Linked DNA regions of Sus scrofa: region 2 is linked to region 1. Evidence: chromatin contacts called from public Hi-C data. All regions are on one chromosome and are shown on one strand. Each heading gives the region's core, a stretch centred on a gene start, on an enhancer-like site or on the middle of the called end of the contact. The rest is flanking DNA. Distances are from core to core; before and after follow the strand shown. Region 1 overlaps LOC102162767 (a long non-coding RNA gene). Region 2 overlaps LOC106509105 (a long non-coding RNA gene).

The links. A called contact is a pair of places that touch in the nucleus more often than the background predicts.
Region 2: a contact with region 1 is called in a Hi-C map of embryonic fibroblasts, with 2.8 times the contacts expected there. The contact joins two enhancer-like sites. A contact is called at or near these places in 2 of 47 Hi-C or Micro-C datasets (embryonic fibroblasts and liver) and 1 of 2 datasets of contacts at active chromatin or transcription factors (skeletal muscle).

What each region holds. Positions count from the first base shown.
Region 1 is chr1:181,132,280-181,137,034 of Sscrofa11.1, reverse strand. All of the region lies in intron 1 of LOC102162767 (a long non-coding RNA gene), which reads right to left. Among named protein-coding and RNA genes, the nearest start is that of TMX1, 200 kb to the right of the region's middle. Within about 2 kb of position 1,859, at least 12 of the 83 cell types and tissues checked have an H3K27ac peak or open chromatin away from gene starts, as enhancers often do. A contact at or near this core is called in embryonic fibroblasts, where this site is marked.
Region 2 is chr1:181,426,044-181,430,798 of Sscrofa11.1, reverse strand. It overlaps LOC106509105 (a long non-coding RNA gene), which reads left to right. Exons shown (of 3, transcript XR_001306366.2): 2 at 4,723-4,755. Among named protein-coding and RNA genes, the nearest start is that of GNG2, 57 kb to the left of the region's middle. Within about 2 kb of position 2,153, at least 18 of the 83 cell types and tissues checked have an H3K27ac peak or open chromatin away from gene starts, as enhancers often do. A contact at or near this core is called in embryonic fibroblasts, where this site is marked.

The sequences.
Region 1 (4,755 bases), core at 610-3,109:
CAGCCCAAAGACATGGTTTATTTGGCCTACATGGGAAAAAAAAATCAATGTTTAAAAATCAAGAAATCTCAACTAAAAATCTAAAATCTGGAGCTCCTGTCACAGCTCAGTGGAAATGAATCTGACTAGTACCCATGAGGACAAAGGTTTGATCCCTGGCCTTGGCTCAGTGGGTTAAGGATCCAGCATTGCCATGAGCAGTGGTGTAGATTGCAGATGTGGCTTGGATCTGGCATTGCTGAGGCTGTGGTGTAGGCCGGCAGCTACAGCTTCGATTTGACCCCTAGCCTGGGGACTTCCACATGCAGGGGTGTGGCTATAAATAGACTAAAATTTTTAAAAATAAAAAATAAAAATCTAAAATCTTAGAATCTCTTGAGAAGTCTAAATATCTGAAAATACCAGATTCATATTTTTCTGTGGTACTGACCTCATTAGAAAGGGTACCTGCTCACCATCTTCCCACGTCACTCTTAGCCTACATCACTCCTGCATCCTGGAAGGAAGTAGGTTCCTCATGTCTGCTCTACTCTGTTCTCAAAGAAATGTTTGGAGGGATATTTTGGTTGGCCTTCATTTGGGGAAGATGCCAGATGCTGTCCAAAGCAGTGGGTGGTTGCTTTTCCTCAGAGAGAAAAGAAATGGTCAGAGACCACCCTCCTGGTCATAAGACATTTAGGGTGAGCAAGAAGTCTACCCTGTCAATGACCTTTGCTCTGGTCTTCCCTCTTTCTAGATTTCTATCTAATACTGAAACGACTGTATTGTAATTCCTAGCTAAATTTTTGAAACTCAAAGAATCTTAACACAGATTTCCTTCCACACATTTCCCTAGAGAGAGCTGCATAAGAAGATGCTAGAGACATTTATCATCTTCAAACTAGCATTTTCACCATTGATGTCTCATATAATTCTTACCTCATCTCTGGGACAATGAGTCAAAGGGTCTTGGCATAAGAGCTCAAATTTTATAAGTATATTGAATTTTCTCCACAGGTGTGACTGTTTTCACACAAAACAGACCACAGTCATGTGCACAAAAACACCTCAAGAGATTTTTACATATTAACTGCTAATGGCTTTATGAATTTTAATGGTTCAGAGGTTTATTCTTTACCACAGGCCCAGATGGAAATCACTGCCATCAGAAAAAGCTGAAATCTCCAGCTGAGATGAAGCAGATTTCCAGGCAGAGGAAATCAGAATGGGACCTACCAGTGATGCCATCTGTTCTTCCCCACTGACCTAAGAGCTGGTGGCTCCTGGGGGACCTAAGGAATCATCCAGCTGTGGGATTATGTTTTATTGGGATTGAATTCAGTCAATGTTCCTGACGTCCAGGCTTTGACCCTCATTGCTTCTATCCGATACCTCTACTGTATGCTTTTTAATACATATTTATTAAGAAGAATAAAGTTAACTCAGTGTAGTCTAATTATGATCATTTGATGACATTCTTTGGGATCACTGTGAATACTACCAAGCTCGTGAAAGACAGGATTTCAGATTAGGGACTACAAGGCTTTAGTTGGCCTGCTCTGGAACAATGGGCCAGCGATTTCTTTGTGGCTCTGACACATTCTATACCAGCACTGACAAAGAGAAGATGTGGCTTAGCCTGAGAATCACCTACGCCATGAGGAAAAAATTTACTGTATTCTGAAATTCCTTTTTCATTGGATGGAATCTCAAAACCAATAGCAGACACCACATGTCCTTTTGTAGAACTGCCCCGAAGACTGATTTTCGTGCTTCTCCCCAAGAACCTCCCACTGAAGGATGGCCAAGGGCCAGACACTGAATGCCACAGGGAGAGGCTCACCCTTCCCACCGGCCCTACCCCCTCTTGCCAAAAACACTCTGGGAAACTCCCTCTGAAGTCATGCATATCTTTTCTGGACTGAGACTCTGACTCTGCATGACTGTGGCAACCAGCAGCTGGGCACAGAAACCGAGGGGCAGACATCTGTTCCATAAGACAGCAGGGGCGAATCGTCACTTTAATGAGACCTAAAAGACGGACAGCTGCGATTAGCAAGAGCAGCAGGTGTTTCCAAGGGTAGACTGAATATACTCCTTGCCTACCTTCCCCATTTACCTGGGGCCTGGTATGAGACACCACAACTAGTCTGAACAAGCTTTCTGAGACTTACTGAACTCGTTTGTCTTGACAGTAAGCTTCCTTCATGTACTTCTAAGTGAGAGAGAATGTCAAGATCAAACCTACATCAAACTTCACGAGGTAACCTGATTCAAAAGTGGCTTTTCCCTAAGTCTGCAGCTTGGCATGAGGTCTCATTTCCTGTGTAAACAGTATGATATTTGGGAGTTTTGTTTGAAAAAGAGAGCCTGGCTTAGCCACAGTTGGTAAGCAAGCCTGCCACGCTCTTTTGCCTGGTTGAACCTGCCCTTTAATCACAGATGGAGCATTACAGTCCAACCAGTTCTGTATGTCATGATCACAAGCAGTGAGCCCCCATGGTCCCTCTTTCTTTGTCAACAGATAACCAACTTGCATTTCAGCATGGGTTTATACTTTAGATTGAACATGAAGATCATGCCAATAGTTATCCTCAGACATGCCAACCAATTCAATTTAGCAAAGGCTTACAATCACAGGCTATGTCCCAGACATTCAAATAAGATGAAATATATTGTTCCTCACCTCCAAGAGTTTAGAGATTCAATGTGCAGACTTAGGCATAGAAACACCTAAGAACAGACTAGAGAACTAGAGTATGTAGTTAAATATTCCAAAGGCAACCAAGAGATATAAAGCAATGGAAATATTTTTTAATGGTGAAAGACATATGGGGAGTAAAGTAAGAATGTCTAACACATATTTATTTGGAAATCTAGAAGGATATTATAGAGGGAATGGAGAAAGAGCAATGCTCAAAGAGATAGCAGCTAAGGATTTTCCAAACATCAGGAATTTTTTAAAAAATAGAATAAATAGGGAGTTCCCATAGTGGCTCAGCAGTAACAAGCACAACTAATACCAATGAGGACACAGGTTCGATCCCTGGCCTCACTCGGTGGGTTAAGGATCTGGCATTGCTGTGAGCTGTGGTGTAGGTCACAGACATGGCTCAGATTTGGCATTGCTGAGGCTGTGGTATAGGCTGGCAGCTACAGCTCTGATTTGGCCCCTAGCCTGGGAACTTCCATATGCTGTGGGTGTGGCACTAAAAGAAAAAAAATAGAATAAATAAAAGGAAATCTACAAATAATCCCATTAAAATGAAACTACAAATACCAAAATGGAGAGAATCTTAAAAGACACACTACCTGTGAAGAAACAGCAATTAGACTTATGTGACTATATACAACAGCCAAGACATGGAAACGACCAAAATGTCCATTGACAGAGTAGATAAAGAAAATGTGATACATATACACAATGGAATATTACTCGGCCATTAAAAGGAAAGAAATAATGGCATCTGTAGCAACATAGATAGACCTAGAAATTATCATGCTAAGTGAAGTCAGTCAGACAGTGAGACACCAACACCAAATGCTATCACTTACATGTGGAATTTTAAAAAAGGACACAATGAACTTCTTTGCAGAACAGACACTGATTCACAGACTTTGAAAAACTTACGGTTTCTAAATGAGAGAGGTTGGGGGGTGGGTTGGGGGTTTGGGATGTAAATGCTATAAAACTTGGGTGTGATGATAATTGTACAACTATAAATGTGATTGAGTAATAAAAAAATGCTATAAAAAAAGAATGATGCAAGCCTCTCCACAACAATATTAGAAGCCAGAAAAGACAGGGAAATGATATCCTCAAGTAGTATGTAACTGTCAACCTAGTGTTATATACTCTCAAAGCATATAAGACAATTTAGGCTGTGATAAGAATTGTAATCGAGCTGTAAATAAGGAGGTCTGAGAAAGCTAAGGAAGGAACCATTGATTCTGCATGATGGTAGTGTGTGTGTCTGTGTCTGTGTGTGTGTGTGTGTGCTTTGGGGGGAGGGGCTGAATGGCACAAGTGACCCAGAACTAGATGTGGATCCTGACAGATGGCAGGATTTAAGGGGGGCAGGGGAAGCAGCTAGCTCTTGGAGCCTTTGTTCAAAAGAGGAAAAGCCCATCCTCTAAGTCAGTACGGCTCTATCCAGGGTGCCCAGAGTGTAGGCTCTAAGTGAGATGCCAGCCCTCCTTTGATTCTTCAGCTTGGAGACCTTACACAGGGCACCACATGCATGTAGGTATTTTGCTGCTCTGCACAGAGGTGCTCCAGACAGAGAATTCTCAAGGCCTTGAGGTACTGTGGACGTTCTGATATGCTCAAGCAATAGAAAACAATGGAAAGTATCCTGGATCCACATCCAATAGGTACATCTTCTTCCTAGAGTTTAAGCTCATGCACTGGACTATGCAGAAGAACCCTCATTTCTATGAGCAGGAGAGGCAGCAAAATGAGGAGGTTTATTAGGAACTTCAAGGTTGATGAGGCCCTTCTAGAATACAATCTATATGCTTTCCAAGGGCCCTATTAAAATTCCAAATCTAAGAGGTCAACCATGGTTATCCAAGTTCCCCTGCTTCTCCCCATGCCCAAATGTAGCCTTGCTGTTGGTCCCTATAGCCCCTGTGGGCCCTCTGTTCATTTACGCTTCTCCACTCCACACCATGGCAAATGCAAGGAGTCAGAAGCTTCAAAGGATTCCTTTCCACCCTCCTTGTAAGTTCTGGATCTCTGGCCCCATTTGTCTCTCATATGAGGACAGGGTATTA
Region 2 (4,755 bases), core at 904-3,403, 290 kb before region 1:
AAAGACATGTGGGTTGTTTCTAGTTTGGAGCTGTTAGAAATAAAGCTGTGACGAAGATCATGTAGACGTTTTTGTGGCCTAAGTTTCCATTTCTCTGGCATCCATGCTTAGGAATGCAATTGCTGTATGATCTGGTACGTGTATATTTAATTCGTTTTATGAGAAAGTACCAAACTACTTTCCCCAAGACTGCACGATTTGGCATTCCCAACAGCAATTTAGGAGAGATTCAATTTTCACCAGCATTTGGTATTGTCACTATGTTTTATTTTAGCTGTTCTAATAGGTATGTGATATAGGAAGCTTTGGATATGTTTTGTCTGTGGGTTTGTTTGGTGAAGGAGAGCCTTCAGCACATTCACGGGCTGAGGGGAAGGAACGCGCAGAAGGGATGAACTGAGGGTGCAGGAAGAGGAGGAGAATGGACAGGTCCTAACAACGGGAAGGGAGGGGTGAAGTGACGATTGAGCTTTGACAGCCATGGGCCTTATCCTCAGAGACAGGAGGAAAGGATGTGAGAGCACAGAACAAGATTAGAGGGGGAGGCCCTGGAGGATGTTGTCGCCTAGTGGGTGACAGTGAGCTCTGGAGTCAGGCTCATGCTGGGTCGGCTCCCCCACTTCCCAGCTATTTGATCTTGGATACAATATCTGTTCTCCCTAAGGGGTCAGTTTCCTCATTTATACAAAGGGGAAAGTAGTAAATAATGTTAGGATTATGGTGAGAATGAAGTAAACTTCTATGGGTTTGGCAAACAAGAGAGATGATGATAATCACACAGCAAATCAAAGAGCTAAACATGCCACATAAATTCAGAGTCCAGGAGTTCCTGTTGTGGCTCAGCAGGAATGAACCCAACTAGTATCCATGAGGATGTGGGTTTGATCCCTGGCCTTGCTCAGTGGTTAAGGATCTGGCATTGCTGTGGCTGTGGTGTAGGTCAGTGACTGCAGCTCCCATTTGACCCCTAGCCTGGGAACTTCCATATGCTGTGGGTGGGGCTCTAAAATGCCAAAAAAAAAAAAAAAAAAAAAAAAAAAAAATCAGAGTCCAAATAGTGTGATAGTTGTTGGCTCCTATGACTTTCCACAGCCTCCCGAAAGACTAAGAACTTGAAGGGAGGAGTCAGAGGCCTTATTTTTATTTATTTTGACTTCCTAGCATTCAGCTCAAAGCCTTCCTTACAGAGAGCTCTCAGACAAGTGTGCAAACACCTGAAGAGTCAACCCTGAACCAACTCAGGTCCTGCCTCTCAGGCAGAGCTTCCCTTCCACTGACTCTGGGTTGAACTTTCCCCTCTCTGAATTTGCTACCTTCTTTACAATAACTCAGCTTTTTTTTTTTTTTTTTTTTTTTGCAGTCACTGATTTGAGCTCTGTATTTCAGTTCTGGAAATGCAAACACACACTCTTATTCATCATTCAAGTCTGATAATCTCTTTCTGTTGTTACAAATGCCTAAGAATTAAAAAGGAGAGGGAGAGGGTGGTATATTACTGGAGAGACTTCTTTAAATTACCTGTTTTCATGACCACCTGCATCCTGGGAGAGGCTGAGCTTCAGCAAGTTGACAGGTTCCATGTCCTGGTGCTAAATGAGCCTCCCTTTACCAGGTGGGCAGAGGGAGGACTGCTGCCACGGTGAGGCCGGCTCACGGGCTCACTCACTCCTCTGTGGGTTCAGGTGCGCCAGCCGGGTGAGAGGCAGAGTGGACCTGGGCTGATGAGGAAAAGGCAGCGGCATTAGGGAGACTGTGGGTACACCTGTGACCTGTTTTTAGTTTGCGAATTCTGGCCACATCTCCAGCCTTAAAAAAACAAAACAAAAAACAAAACTCCTTGTCCTGCTCTCTTCCCTCAGATGAGATGCAGAAATGTAGCTAAAATGCAACCTAGAGATGTTTGGGGAGGGGCATTGACAGGATGAGTCAACAATGGAGGTCAAACAAGGAATTTGGAAAATCCATAACATACGAATATCTTCCTCCTCAAATCATCCTAGTTTTGGCAATAGAGCCTTTGGTTGCTGAGGTGGAGTTTGTTACAACATTTCCTGGCATCCCAAATAGCCAAAGGTTCTGGGTCCTTTGTACTAAACCACTCACTCTGACCACCAGGGGTCAGGCTGCAGCCAAGAACAGGAGGCGGACGCTCCGGAGCCCAGCTCTGTTTTCTGCCCCCAGGCCCTGCCTTGCTGACGAGACCTCACTCCAGACCCGAGCGCCTCCAGCAGTGGCTTGTGGGATTCCTTTCTCATTTGTAATAGAAGCTGCTTGGAGTTGAGTTAATTCCCTTTGTGAATCATATACTTCCTTCATTTTCATTTGTTAAGTTTAAGAACCACTCACATAAGAATCGTGTTTGGGGGGTGGGGAGCTTATTAAAAAGCAGATTCTGGGCACTGCTTATGGAGGCTGATTCTGGGGTGGAGGGGTTGGGCCCAAAGAATCTGCGTGTTATGCACACTCTGACTGGTTCTGAAGCAGTTGCTGCAGAACCACACTTTGGTAGAAGGCTTCAAGTTCCAATCCAAGCAGCCCCTGAGTGGAGCCTTCAGCTTTGTGCATGCCCAGGACTCCATGAGGACTAGGCCCATGTGTCCTGCCACCCCAGGACTCTAGGCCATCAGAGGCGTGGTCTCTGGCACATTAATCAACACCAAAGTGGGATGGGGGAGGCAGGAGAGGAAGAGAAATTCATACAGCTCAGTGCCCAATGAAGACCACTGGCAGCCCGCCCTGACCTCTACTGACATCCTTTATGCTTTACATTCCTCCTGACTGTTCCTGGGCACTGGTTTCCTTATTTGATTCCCTTTGATGTGCCTCTCTCCTCCTCATTGCTCAGAAAGAGTGTCCTGGGTTTGGAGATAGCTAAGCTACAGAGCTCAGGATAGTGTTTGCTGTCCTGCATTGGTGCTAAGACATGGTTTCCAACATGCGTACTTGATACACTAAGAAAGAGTTTTCAGGTAGGAATGGGAGCGAAACACACCCTCAAACATGCGCATTCACTGTAAGATGCAACCTAGGTCCAGAACAATAAAACATGCGTTTTATTTTTTGTATTTTTAGGGCCGCGCCCATGGCATATGGAGGTTCCCAGGCTAGGATAGCGGTCAAATCAGAGCTGTAGCCGCTGGCCTAGACCACAGCTCACAGCAATGCCGGATCCTTAACCCAATGAGTGAGGCCAGGGATTGAACATGCGTCCTCATGGATACTACTCAGGTTTGTTTCTGCTGAGTCAGGACGGGAACTCCAAGAAAACGTGCATTTTAGAATGGAGAGAAGCATCTCTCTTGTTCGCATAATCCAATGCTGCTTCATTCATTCAACTCAAATTCACAGGGTGCCTGTGGGGCCAAGAACCTGTTTCAGGTGCTGTGGGTGGAGGGTTAGGCAGTGCTGCTATTAATGGTATAGGAGGCAGGTAATAAAATACTAATAAATGAATTAGAAAACCAGAGTTGGAGACTGTGACATTTGCTCTCGGAGAACTAGAGACGGTTACATGGTAGAGACGTGATGGAAGAGCCCGATGTTGAACAGGGTGTTCAGGGACCATTTCTGAGCGGGGGTCATGCAGCTGAGCCTGGAAGGAAGAGGAAGATCATTCCTGGTGGGGAGGACTTCCTGGGGCCTGCCTAGCACCTTGGCCCATGGTGGCAGAACTTGGACCGCTGCTAAACCCACCCTTTATTGAGCCCCTTTTTCATGCCAGGTGGTGAGGGTCCCTCAGGAGGCAGTTGTGAGTGAGAAAGGCGTGGTTTCCACCCTCATGAAGTTTATAACCTGCAATATTTAAAGATAAGTTTCAGCTGATCCTCAGATTCTTCATTTACCATCTATTGTCTTGATCATAGAACATCTGTTTTAGATTTTGGATTAGGACGGCCTTGATGGGAAGGGCCTTGTGACCACAGAGATTAGAACCCAATGGGAAAAACATCAAGAGCCTGAATACAGCATCTAGAGGCTCAGATAAAAAATAAATAAATCCAGCCACAATTCCCTGCCTGCTTTTGACTCTTCACTCTCAGCATTCTTCCTGAGACCCTCCCAGTGCTGTGTGATCTGGGGGAGGAGAAGGCATGGGTTCCAGCAGCAGAGCTTGCATCTTCCATAACTGAATCCAGGCCATTGTGGAGGCATCGTCATTTCTGGTGCCCTCTCTTGGTGCCAAGCAAAAGCACAGATCCTGTGGCTCCTGCTCCTACTTCTCAGACCCTGGAGGCTGTCAAAGGAGAAAGGCTTGTCTTTGAACCTCTCAGTCTCCTTTCAGGGGTTCTCACTGAAGATGAATGATGGGGATAAAAGTGGCAACAGTCTAAAGGAGAGCTTTGCTCCTGCACCTCCCAGGAAGCACCTGCTTCTGCTTCAGCACAGATTCATAACAGACAGATGCAGAGTTCCCATCATGGCAGAGTGGAAATGACTCTGACTAGGAACCATGAGGTGGCAGGTTCCATCCCTGACCTCATTCAGTGGGTTAAGGATCCAGCATTGCCATGAGCTGTGGTGTAGATCACAGATGTGGCTCAGATCTGGTGTGGCTGTGGCTGTGGCTGTGGTGTGCCGGCAGCAACAGCTCCGATTAGACCCCTAGCCTGGGAACCTTCATATGCTGCTGGTGAGGCCCTAAAAAAATAAAAAACAAAAAACACAGCTGACAGATGCTGTCAAACCCCTGCCAGAGATATATTTTCCCTCCTTGTATTTCAGGGAGTTTCTCTTGCATCTGAACTGCTGGTAAAG